2 separate regions of the Sus scrofa genome follow, and region 2 is linked to region 1. A link is a contact called in public Hi-C data. All regions are on one chromosome and are shown on one strand. The core of a region is the stretch at or near the end of the contact, and the rest is flanking DNA. Distances in the headings are between cores, read along the strand shown. Region 1 overlaps ARHGEF37 (rho guanine nucleotide exchange factor 37). Region 2 holds the start of HMGXB3 (HMG domain-containing protein 3).

Evidence for each region. A called contact is a pair of places that touch in the nucleus more often than the background predicts.
Region 2: a Hi-C map of skeletal muscle shows a contact between it and region 1, with 8 times the contacts expected there. The contact joins the promoter of HMGXB3 here to the enhancer-like site in region 1. A contact is called at or near these places in 1 of 5 promoter capture datasets (liver), 19 of 47 Hi-C or Micro-C datasets (alveolar macrophages, embryonic fibroblasts, epiblast stem cells and 11 more) and 1 of 2 datasets of contacts at active chromatin or transcription factors (skeletal muscle).

What each region holds. Positions count from the first base shown.
Region 1 is chr2:150,730,289-150,735,024 of Sscrofa11.1, forward strand. ARHGEF37 (rho guanine nucleotide exchange factor 37) reads left to right here. Exons shown (of 13, transcript XM_003124090.6): 11 at 975-1,170; 12 at 2,058-2,215. Among named protein-coding and RNA genes, the nearest start is that of ARHGEF37, 70 kb to the left of the region's middle. Within about 2 kb of position 2,858, at least 2 of the 83 cell types and tissues checked have an H3K27ac peak or open chromatin away from gene starts, as enhancers often do. A contact at or near this core is called in skeletal muscle, where this site is marked.
Region 2 is chr2:151,026,679-151,031,414 of Sscrofa11.1, forward strand. HMGXB3 (HMG domain-containing protein 3) reads left to right here and starts at 2,098. Exons shown (of 20, transcript XM_021085011.1): 1 at 2,098-2,210. SLC26A2 (sulfate transporter) reads left to right here. Exons shown (of 4, transcript XM_021085016.1): 4 at 1-805.

The sequences.
Region 1 (4,736 bases), core at 1,608-4,107:
CACTGCGCCACGACGGGAACTCCCTTTTCCTGGTTCTTGATCCTGACGCGGGAACCCCCTGGAGGTCGGGGTGATGGCAGCGTCGATGCCCACGTGTCCCTGAGGGGCACTCTGCCCCCTTCCCTTTAGCCAGCCCTCCCCGCCCAGGAGCAGCCCTCTAGAACATGGTGAATGTGCGTGTGCAGACAGGCAGATCCATCAGTAGGTACCTGGAGAGAGAGGATACACAGCCTGTGCGCCACGTTTTTCCTTCCTGGGGGACGACCGCCCGAGTCCCTTCTTGTGGATACTTTAGCTGGAAGCCGTGGGCGAGAGGACGAAGGCAGAGACCTGGGATGTGCTGAACGTGCACCGAGTCGCCTCCCGGCTGGACGCCCGTGTCCGCCAGGGAAAAGCTGCCTGCGCTGCTTCGACGCCAACGCTCCCAAGGCCCCTCACGCCCTGTGGGCACAGTAAATACCGTCTCCTTCCCGGGGACGGAGGACCCCGTGCCCTTTGCTCACACGTGTGTGAGGGTCTCCACGCCGGCCCCGTGCTGACTGGTTAAGGCGCCCGGCGAGGGCGGCCAGGTCCCCACGCGATGCTCGCGGTCTTCTCATTGGGGTCGAGAGACGAGGGTGAGGTGTCTTCCTGCCGGACGGCTTAGCCCGATGCTCTGGGCAGAGGGGGGCTCAGTCCTGGAGTTCGGTTACGAGAAATGCAGAACCCGAATTCGAATTTTAGAAAACCCCAGACGTTTCGACCCGGGAGGGACTTTAGGAGTTAAGTTGGAAGTTTCTCCTGAGACGCCTTTGGATACTAAGAGCGTGTGTTTTTCATCTGCTCCACCCATCTCTTAGGGAAGAGACTCTTGCTCCAGAGCTGGGCTTGGCCCGGGCTTCCTGGCTGTCAGGCAGCACGTGGGCCACCGCTGGAGCCGGATCTGACACGCCAGCTCCAACACCTGTGACTTGTCTTTGTCCTTTCTCTCCCAGCCACTCCTTCCAGGGGCCGAACGCCAGGTGCAGGCTCTCTTGAGCAGGTACGGCTCGGGAAAGCTGTACCAGGTGACAAGCAACATCAGTGGGTCGGGGACTCTAGACCTGACCCTGCCGCGGGGCCACGTTGTGGCGCTCCTTCAAAACAAGGACACCAAAGGCAACAGCAGCCGATGGCTAGTGGACACTGGAGGTACATGGGACTCCACGGGCGCGTCCCCTCCCTTTGGGAAAACCACCAACAGGAGGCAGTGGGGAGACACGGACACACCTGTGGGTGGGAGTCTGGCTGTGCAAACCCAGGATGGGAGTGAACACAGCTGAGTGTGCAGGGCTGGGGGCACAGCCGCTGAGTGTGGTACATGAGATGCCAGAGAGAGAGATTTGGTCTTCCATTGCCACATCCATTATCGGGCGCCTGCTGTGTGCCGGGCACTGTGTGAGGCAGCCAGGACCTCTGCTTTGGGGGCCTCACAGGTCATTGGTGTAGACAGAGGTGTGGCCAGAGCTTCAGTATCACCTCGAAAGACAGAGATACGCAGAGGAGGGGTGCTGGGTCCCTGCTGTGCGGACAGAAGTCTGTTACCCAGAGGGAAGGTGGGGCTGCCCTGTCCCCTGAGTGTGCCACTCGGGTGTGGGTGCCCCAGGGGGAAGCAGGGCGAGCGGCCAGGGGCACAGGGAGCCCGAGAGGACATGGCCCAGTGGACTGTCCTCCACAGAGCGCCTGCGACACTCCAGATGGAATCCGCACAGGATTGTTTCAGGGAGGCCTCACTGGGCTCAGGGGCCCCAGACTTAAAAGGGAGGTAGCAGGACTGACTCAGCGTCGATGTGGGTAATCACCCCTCAATAATCAGAGGCCGGTTCTGGCACTGAGCAAGCTCTCGGGAAGGTTCGAGCAGAAGCCCAAACAGGCAGCGTGGGGCGGGCGGGCTGGTGAGGTGCCTAGATGACCTTTGGCGGCCCGGGGCAGGACAGAGGAGCCGAAGGTAATCTCACCCATGAGTGGTGGTGACTCCCCGCCACCGCGAGGGGTGGGCAGCTGAGCCTCAGCCAGAGAGCCTTCTGCGTGTCTCACAGGACATCGAGGGTACGTGCCGGCCGGGAAACTGGAGCTGTACCGTGTGGCCCCCAGCGAGGAGGACCTCAGAGGACAGGCGAAGCCTCACGAAAACTCCCGCCAGCTGACGCCAGAGCCCACACTGGCCCCGGTCCCCTCTGTCCCAGCGGTGACTCAGGTGAGCCTGGAAGAGGGGCAGGGTTCACATCCCCAGGGCCCCCTGGACGGGGCTTTGGTTTTCCTCCTGTCCGGAGGGGACACCACTGTGAGGCCCGGGCCTGGGTCAGTGGCTGCCCCAGTGTCCTGCCCAGGGCGGGACCTGAGGAAGGAGCCTCTCCGCCCCGCATCAGCCGAGAGCTCCTACCCTCCCCCCCATGAGCAGAGCATGCGGGATGCGCTCTCATTCGCTTGTGTGTGCATTCGCGTCTTGATTCACTCACTGTTGGCCGTCACTCTCCCAGCTGAGACGTACACTGCTGAGCAGGAGTCAGGTCCTGGCCTTCCTCAAATTTATAATTGGGGGATGGAGAAGACAGCAATTAATCAAACAACCAGGCGGATAACCCTAAGTTCCGTAGCGACACGCAGCAGAGCCGTGGTTTGGGGAGGTCAGGAGAGGCTTTCCTAAGAAGACTCGTGCTTGCGCTCAGCTTTGAAGGGTGACTAGGACGGAGTTAGATAAAGGGGTGCGCTGGCGTGGGGATGGGAAGAGCTTTCCAGAAAGCGTGCCTGGCAAACGCAAGGCCCAGGGTCAGGGGAGGACAGGGCGAGTGAGCAACTCACCGGAGGAGGCAGCTGGTCCGGGCTGAGAGGTGCCGCCGGAGCTGGGGGCAGGGCCGGCTGCAGGGCCTGTGGCCTTGGCACGGGCGTCGGTCCTTCTCTTAAAAGCAGTGGGGAACTTGTGCATGCATGTTTGTCACGGCCCTGAGGGGAAACAAGCCATGTCCCTCGGTGGAGGAAGGGGTAAACAGAACGTGGCATATCCACGCGTTCAAATGTCATTCAGCCCCAAGAAAGAACGTGGTGCCAACCCATGCCGCCTCCTGTCACTCGACGCAGAAGTGACCACACGTAACGCAGGGTCCCTTACGGGCTGTTCCGCATGCGGACGGAAGGGAGATCAGTGGTTGGCAGGGGCTGGAGGGAGGGGCGGTGGGAACTGACCGCTGACTGGTCTCGGGTCTCTTTTTGGGGTGATGAGGGTGTTCTGGGAGCAGAGTGGTGATGGTGGCACAACTTGGGCGCATATTAACGACTACCGACTCCGTGTCCTTTGAAAAGGTGCATGTTTGCCTGTGAATTCTGTCTCAACACAGAAAGTGATGGGACGTGTTCGGGGCAGAGTCCTGGGAGGAGGAGGCCTCGTGAGGGCTGATTGAGACCATAAAGCTGGCTGGCACACGGGGCCTCTGTCGACCGAGGCTGCTCTCCCAGTTATCCAGGAGGAGGTTCTCAGGTGATGGAGAAGCAGCAGACAGGACTCAGGCTGAGGGGCCAGGGCCCAGAGGCTTGCACTGAATGGCCAGGGCAGCCAGAGGAGCCTGGAGTGGGCCACGTGAGGGTGGCGCAGAAGCTGGCGGAAGCTGACGTGCAGCTGTAGTACACGCCGGGAAGGCTCTCAGGCCAGTGCCGGGCACAGTAGCTAGAAGTGGTACACCAGGGCTGCCTCCTGCTTGGTGTTCCCCACAAAGTACCACGGGAGAGCCTGGCCACCCACCTTAGCCCCAGCGCCAGCCACTCTGGGCAGCGTCCCTGGAACCTCCACCCAGGGGCTCATGTCGTGGGCTCAGCTGCCCATCTGCCCAGACACATCCGCTGCTTCCTCTTTGTCCACGGGGCCGCTCAGCGGGACTCCCATGGGGCCACCGCAGTTCTCTCTTGCCCCTGAGTGTTCCTGGCGTTGGCCCACAGTGGTAAAAGTCGTGGTAAAAGTAACCAAAGGAGGGAGTTCCCGTCGTGGCTCAGTGGTTAAAGAATCCGACTAGGATCCATGAGGATGTAGGTTCCACCCCTGGCCTCACTCAGTGGGTTAAGGATCCGGCATTACTGTGAGCTGTGGCGTAGGTTGCAGACATGGCTCGGATCTGGCGTTGCTGTGGCTGTGGTGTAGGCTGGCAGCTGTAGCTCCGATGGGACCCCTCGTCTGGGAACCTTCATGTGCCGTGGGTGCAGCCCTGAAAAGGGGGAGAAAAAAAAAAAGAGAAACACCCAAAGCAGCATGGAATTGTTCAACTCTCGTATTTAGCAGGCAGAAGCCTCCATTCAGTTCCCGCCATAACCTGGAGGGAAGGGCGTCCTTGCTTCCGTTTCACGGATGATGAACCTCAGGCCGCGAGAGGTGAAATAGCCTAATAAATGCCCTCCCCTCCGGCTTTTTTTCCACCTTTCCTTAAAGAGTGACACGGTCGCCCAAGCTCCTTGTCCCTACGCTAAGCCGAGGATGGGCCTGGGTGGATGGTAGCCTCTGATCTCAGAAGGGCGGTCAGCCCTCTGCCCGGGGAGCTGGACTGAGAGCACGTCTTCTGAGACCAGACAGGCCCAGCTTCTCTGCTGTGTGATTCTGAATAAATTCCTTCACTTCTCTGAGTCTCATCTTCCTTATCAGACAAACAGAGCAGGCGTTCTCTTACGGCACAGCAGGTTGGGGGTCTGGCATTGTCAGCTTGGGTCACTGGTGTGGGGTGGGTTGGATCCTTGGC
Region 2 (4,736 bases), core at 848-3,347, 300 kb after region 1:
GATGGAGAGAGCTGGCCAAGGAAGGGCACTGATGCCTTCCTGGAGATGCCCTGCTGTACATCTGCTCTGGAATCTGTATAACTTTCTTGGACTTGAATTATGGCTCTGAAATTGGCTGAAGAATTACGATCGTATTAAAAATACCAATAGGAGAATTTCTAACGGAGGGCTTTTTACTTGGCAAACGAACAGCTGGCTTCAGCCAGAGAGGATTTTTAGCAGCAATTTTAAGAAGCTCCTTTTAGGGAGGTTCTCCGACGCCACCTCTCCGGTCCGTAAAGTAATGAGTCGCTTGGAATGAAACCCTCTTGCCTTGTCAGCTCACATCCGTTGGAAGTTCCTGGTTGAGTTCTGACACTGCCATGATTTGTCAAAAATTAGTGTGCACGAATCAGTGTGTATAAAACTTCCTTTTTGGGTCTCCTTTGCCGTTTCTCATATAAGCCCAGGCGATACCAGCGTGACAGGTGAAGGAACCTAAAATCCCAGCCTAAGGACACTGCCTTTCTTCGTAGTTATTCAAGGCTGATGACTTTGTGGAATTTGTCTTATACCACGTATGTCTTTTTTAATTAAAGAAAGTGCCTTGATGCAATTCCGCTGAAATCGCGTCTGGCCCCCTGTGGAGTGAGGGTGGGTTCCGGACGGATTTTGCAGCCTCCGTTGCAGGAGAGGGCAGTCAGTCAGAGGCAGGCCCTGTTCTTCTGATCTCTGTTGGTGATGTTTATCTCATAAGATCCTGTATGTATTGAGATTCAGAGATGTCATTTCATTTGTCTGCTAATAAATTGTTGCGTTCGTAAAATTTTGCTGTGTCTAAGTGATTTAAGGGCAAGGGAGGGGTGGATTCTAACTAAGGAACACACTCGGGTTGCCCCGGGGGTAAAAATGCCATCTCTTTCCCATCAGACCCGTGTCTGTCCTTGGAAAGTCAGGAAGCACAAAGAAGCCTCATTCTCTCCTTTTTGCCTCGGGGTCCTGAGTGAGTCAGCGCTTTGGGGACTCAACTTCTCCACCAGGGGCAAGGCGGGGAGGACAGATTCCAGTCCTTAGGCTGCGGGACTGCTGTTGCCCCCTGTGCTGAAATCACACAACCCAGGTCCGCTTTGCGGCTGTCCCCACACTGAACTCTGAGCCACATCGGCCCTACCCGTGAGGTGGGGCTGCCGCCTCACGTGGACCGAGACGTGGCCACGCAGGGGCACCCGTTGGAAGGACCGCTCTGCGCCCCCCCGCCCCCTCCCCAGATGGAAGCGGGAGCGAGTGCAGGGGCTCGGGGCGGTGGGCACGGCCACGGGGCGGGGAGCTGGACTGAACGGTGCCCTCAGGCCATCTGCCCGCAGCCTCTGGGCCCCGTGCACCTGCTCCCCAGGCTCCCCCCCTCCACCTGGAGGCTCTGCCCCTGCCTGAGCTCCCGTGCGTGGCCTTCGCCCCTCGCACGGCACGGCTGCCTTCACTGTGCCTTTCAGGTCCAGCGGCCACAGGTCAAAGTGTGGCTCTTGGAGAAATACCCACCCGTGATTTCTAAAAAGCCTGGGTCGCGGAGCCCTGTATCCCGAACACCTCGCACTGCAGGCTCTCCTCAGATGACTGCAGCCACGGTCGTGGCTTCCTCTGCCTTACCGTCTGCACGCCAGTGGCCGCCAAGCCTGGTGCCAGCCCGGTCTCTCTCGAACACCGACCAGCAGCTGTGCGACGGTACCGCGGGGCTCTGCCCGCCTTCCCGGGGCCCCTCTCACGCAGCACGCCCCGGACGCCTCCTCTTTAGCTTGTTTTGACCACGATGAGACCTGGCTACGAAAGCCAGAAACCTGGGACATTCTAGGTTTCCTGCCCTCACTGTCTGTCGTTTCTTTTCTAGATGATGCCGCAGCCTGACTGGTTTTCTGTGTCTCTGCAGGGCAGCCTCTGCACTAGTTAGCGATTCCTAAAGAAATAATGGGGCCTTTGCCTCTTGTAGGTGCTTCTCGAACGCTTCGAGGGAAAGGCCGAAACGAACGCTTTGGCCACCAAGACCGTGACAGCTCGGCTCTTGGCTTCACGTCCAGCTCCTGTCCCGCCACACGTCCTCTGCTGGACACGCCTCTGGTGACCTTCGCTGTGGCCCTTTATCGGTACCCCAGGCTCTTGTACATGTTGTTCCCTCTGCCCGGAGTTGCCTCCCAGCCCCACCAGCCGAGCTCCCGGGTCCTCCTTCCAGAAACTTCATGGTAAGTGTCCCTTGCCCGCGGCCACGTTGCCTGTGCCTCTCTCGTGGAGATGCTCCTTGGGGCTGTGTCTGCTCCCGCGAGTGCTCTGGCTGTTCTCTGAAGCGGCACTTACCGCTCCGTATTACTTTCTTCCTCTCATGTATCTCCTGTCCTAACTGGGCTGCTTGAGGGCTGGGCCATGAACCTTATCCCTAGAGCCTCTGTGGCCAGAAGTGGGTATTTTACAGGGTCCGGTATTTCAGGGATTTTTTTAGAGAGGTGATAGAGTATCTGAGCTTTAAAGAGGACATGCCTCTTCTCCCCCATACTTTGTATCACGTAACTCTGAATATACACTTTTTTTTAAAATTTGCTTTTTAGGGCCACACCCTTGGGAAACGGAAGTTCCCAGGCTAGGGGTCAAATCAGAGCTACAGCCACCAGCCTACACCCCAGCCACAGCAACACGGGATCCGAGCCACATCTGCGACCTACACCGCAGCTCACGGCAACGCCGGATCCTTAACCCACCGAGCGAGGTCAGGGCTCGAACCCGCAGCCTCACGGACGCTGGTCGGGCTTGTTTCCACTGAGCCACACCAGGAACTTCCTGAATATACTTTGTATCATGATTACTTAGGAGTGTTTTGCACAATAAACTTGCAAAACGGGGTTGTTTAAATTTTTCGCAGGAGTTCCCGCTGTGGCTGTGCTGCAGTGGGTTAAAGATCCAGCTTGTCTCTGTGGAGGCGTCAGTTCAGTCCCCAGCCAGGGTGGCGGGTTAAGGATCTCTTGCTGCAGCTGTGGTGTGGGTCACCGCTTCAGCTCAGATTTGATCCTTGGACCAGGAATTTCCATATGCCATGGGGTTGGCCAAAAAGGTAATAATTACTACTGGTAATACTAGATCCCCAGTATCTCAGTGGTTACCCAGCGCATGGGTATGTCTGGGGGGAGGGGGGGCGGCTGCTCGCTAACACTGGCGCTTGCGCAGTGAGGCGGTTATGTGCCCCGGGGCAATCACATGGCTCAGGGTTATCAAAGGGCGAGCGGATAGGTGTGCTATGGCGTGGGGCGGGTAGTTTGAGGCGCAGTGTTTTTGTTCTGTTTTGTTGCTGCGGCTGCAGCGGCTCGATGTGGGATCAGCTCCAGACCGGGGATCGAAGCCAGGCTGCAGCCGTGAAGGCACCAAGCCCTAACCCCTGGACCAGCAGGGAGCTCCCAAGGCACAGGCATTTCCAAGCCTGTAGTTGAAGCAAGTCCCGCGTCGCAGGATCCCTTGTCTCAGGTCTCTCGCCCCCTTTGCTCAGCGTCATCTTTCTCAGGCTCCACCGTAAGAAGTAAGGAGCAGGTCTCCTGAAGGTTCGGCCCTGGGCTGGACGGGCCCCCTTGTGTAGCCCACGCCTGCCCTCCGGTGGCCGGAATCTGCTACCGCACCCCACCTCGAAGATGACCACCGTCCAGTAGCGCTGCGCCTGCAAGTTGGGAGACCACCATCGTTCGATGTTATGATTGGCTGGAAGGATGAAATAATAAGAAAAGAAGCAGTGCTGGGCATGAATAGGCAGTCAATAAGTCTTAGCTTCCTTCCCTTAAATTTTGTTTTTCTGTTTAGGGCCACACCTGCAGCATATGGAAGTTCCTGAGCTGAGGGTCAAGTTGAATCGGATCAGAGCTGTGTCTGCGACCTACGCCACAGCTCATGGCAACGCCGTATCCTTAACCCACTGAGCGAGGCCAGGGATCGATCCCGCGTCCTCATGGATCCTAGTTGGGTTCTTAACCTGCTGAGCCACAGGGGGAGCTCCTTCCTTCCTTTTAAATGAAAGAGCCCTTCTTAGGAACAGAGCAAAGAAGACTCCTTGAGTTTTATCCGTGATGGGGCTGGGCGTTCTGGAACACCGAACCCCAAGATATTTTAGTGGTAAGGCAGGTCCCTGCCTCGAGGTAAAGTTCCGAACAGGACGGGCGGTCATGACACAGAGCGCCTTTCTGGCACACTCTGTCTGGAGTGGCATCCTCACGGCAGCGCAGTCGAGAAGGTCCTTGGTCCCAGAAGGTTACTTTCCAGAGTGGATTGGTCAAAAGGGACAAAACTGAACCCTCACGTAGGACAGGAGGGAAGCGGGGGGCCACCGAGGGCCTGGTGAGGACAGCAGACCACAGAGGGAGGGTTTCTACCTCTTTTAGTTTAAAAAAGTGTCAAGACCCCCATCATCCGACAGGCGCAGCGTTTCGCCGGAGGTAACCCCGCCTGCAGAAGCCCGCTTTTGGACGCGACGTCCATCGGCTTGGGCTGTAATTCGCGTGACACGTTAAATGAGTCAGGAATGTGGGCGCGCTTATTTTCTTGAGCAAGTGTAGGCACTTACTGCCTATTCAATAGGCAGAGCCCTTGGACAAAGCCTTTCATGTCAAGATGTTGGGTGTGGAGATGGAGAGCCCCCCGCACTGGCTTTGTGTGGCAAGAAACCGGTGTAAGCAGCTATTAGCTTCCACCGTCGAAGAGCAGATCGTAACCTGGGCCCGGGCGACATCTGAGGAAGA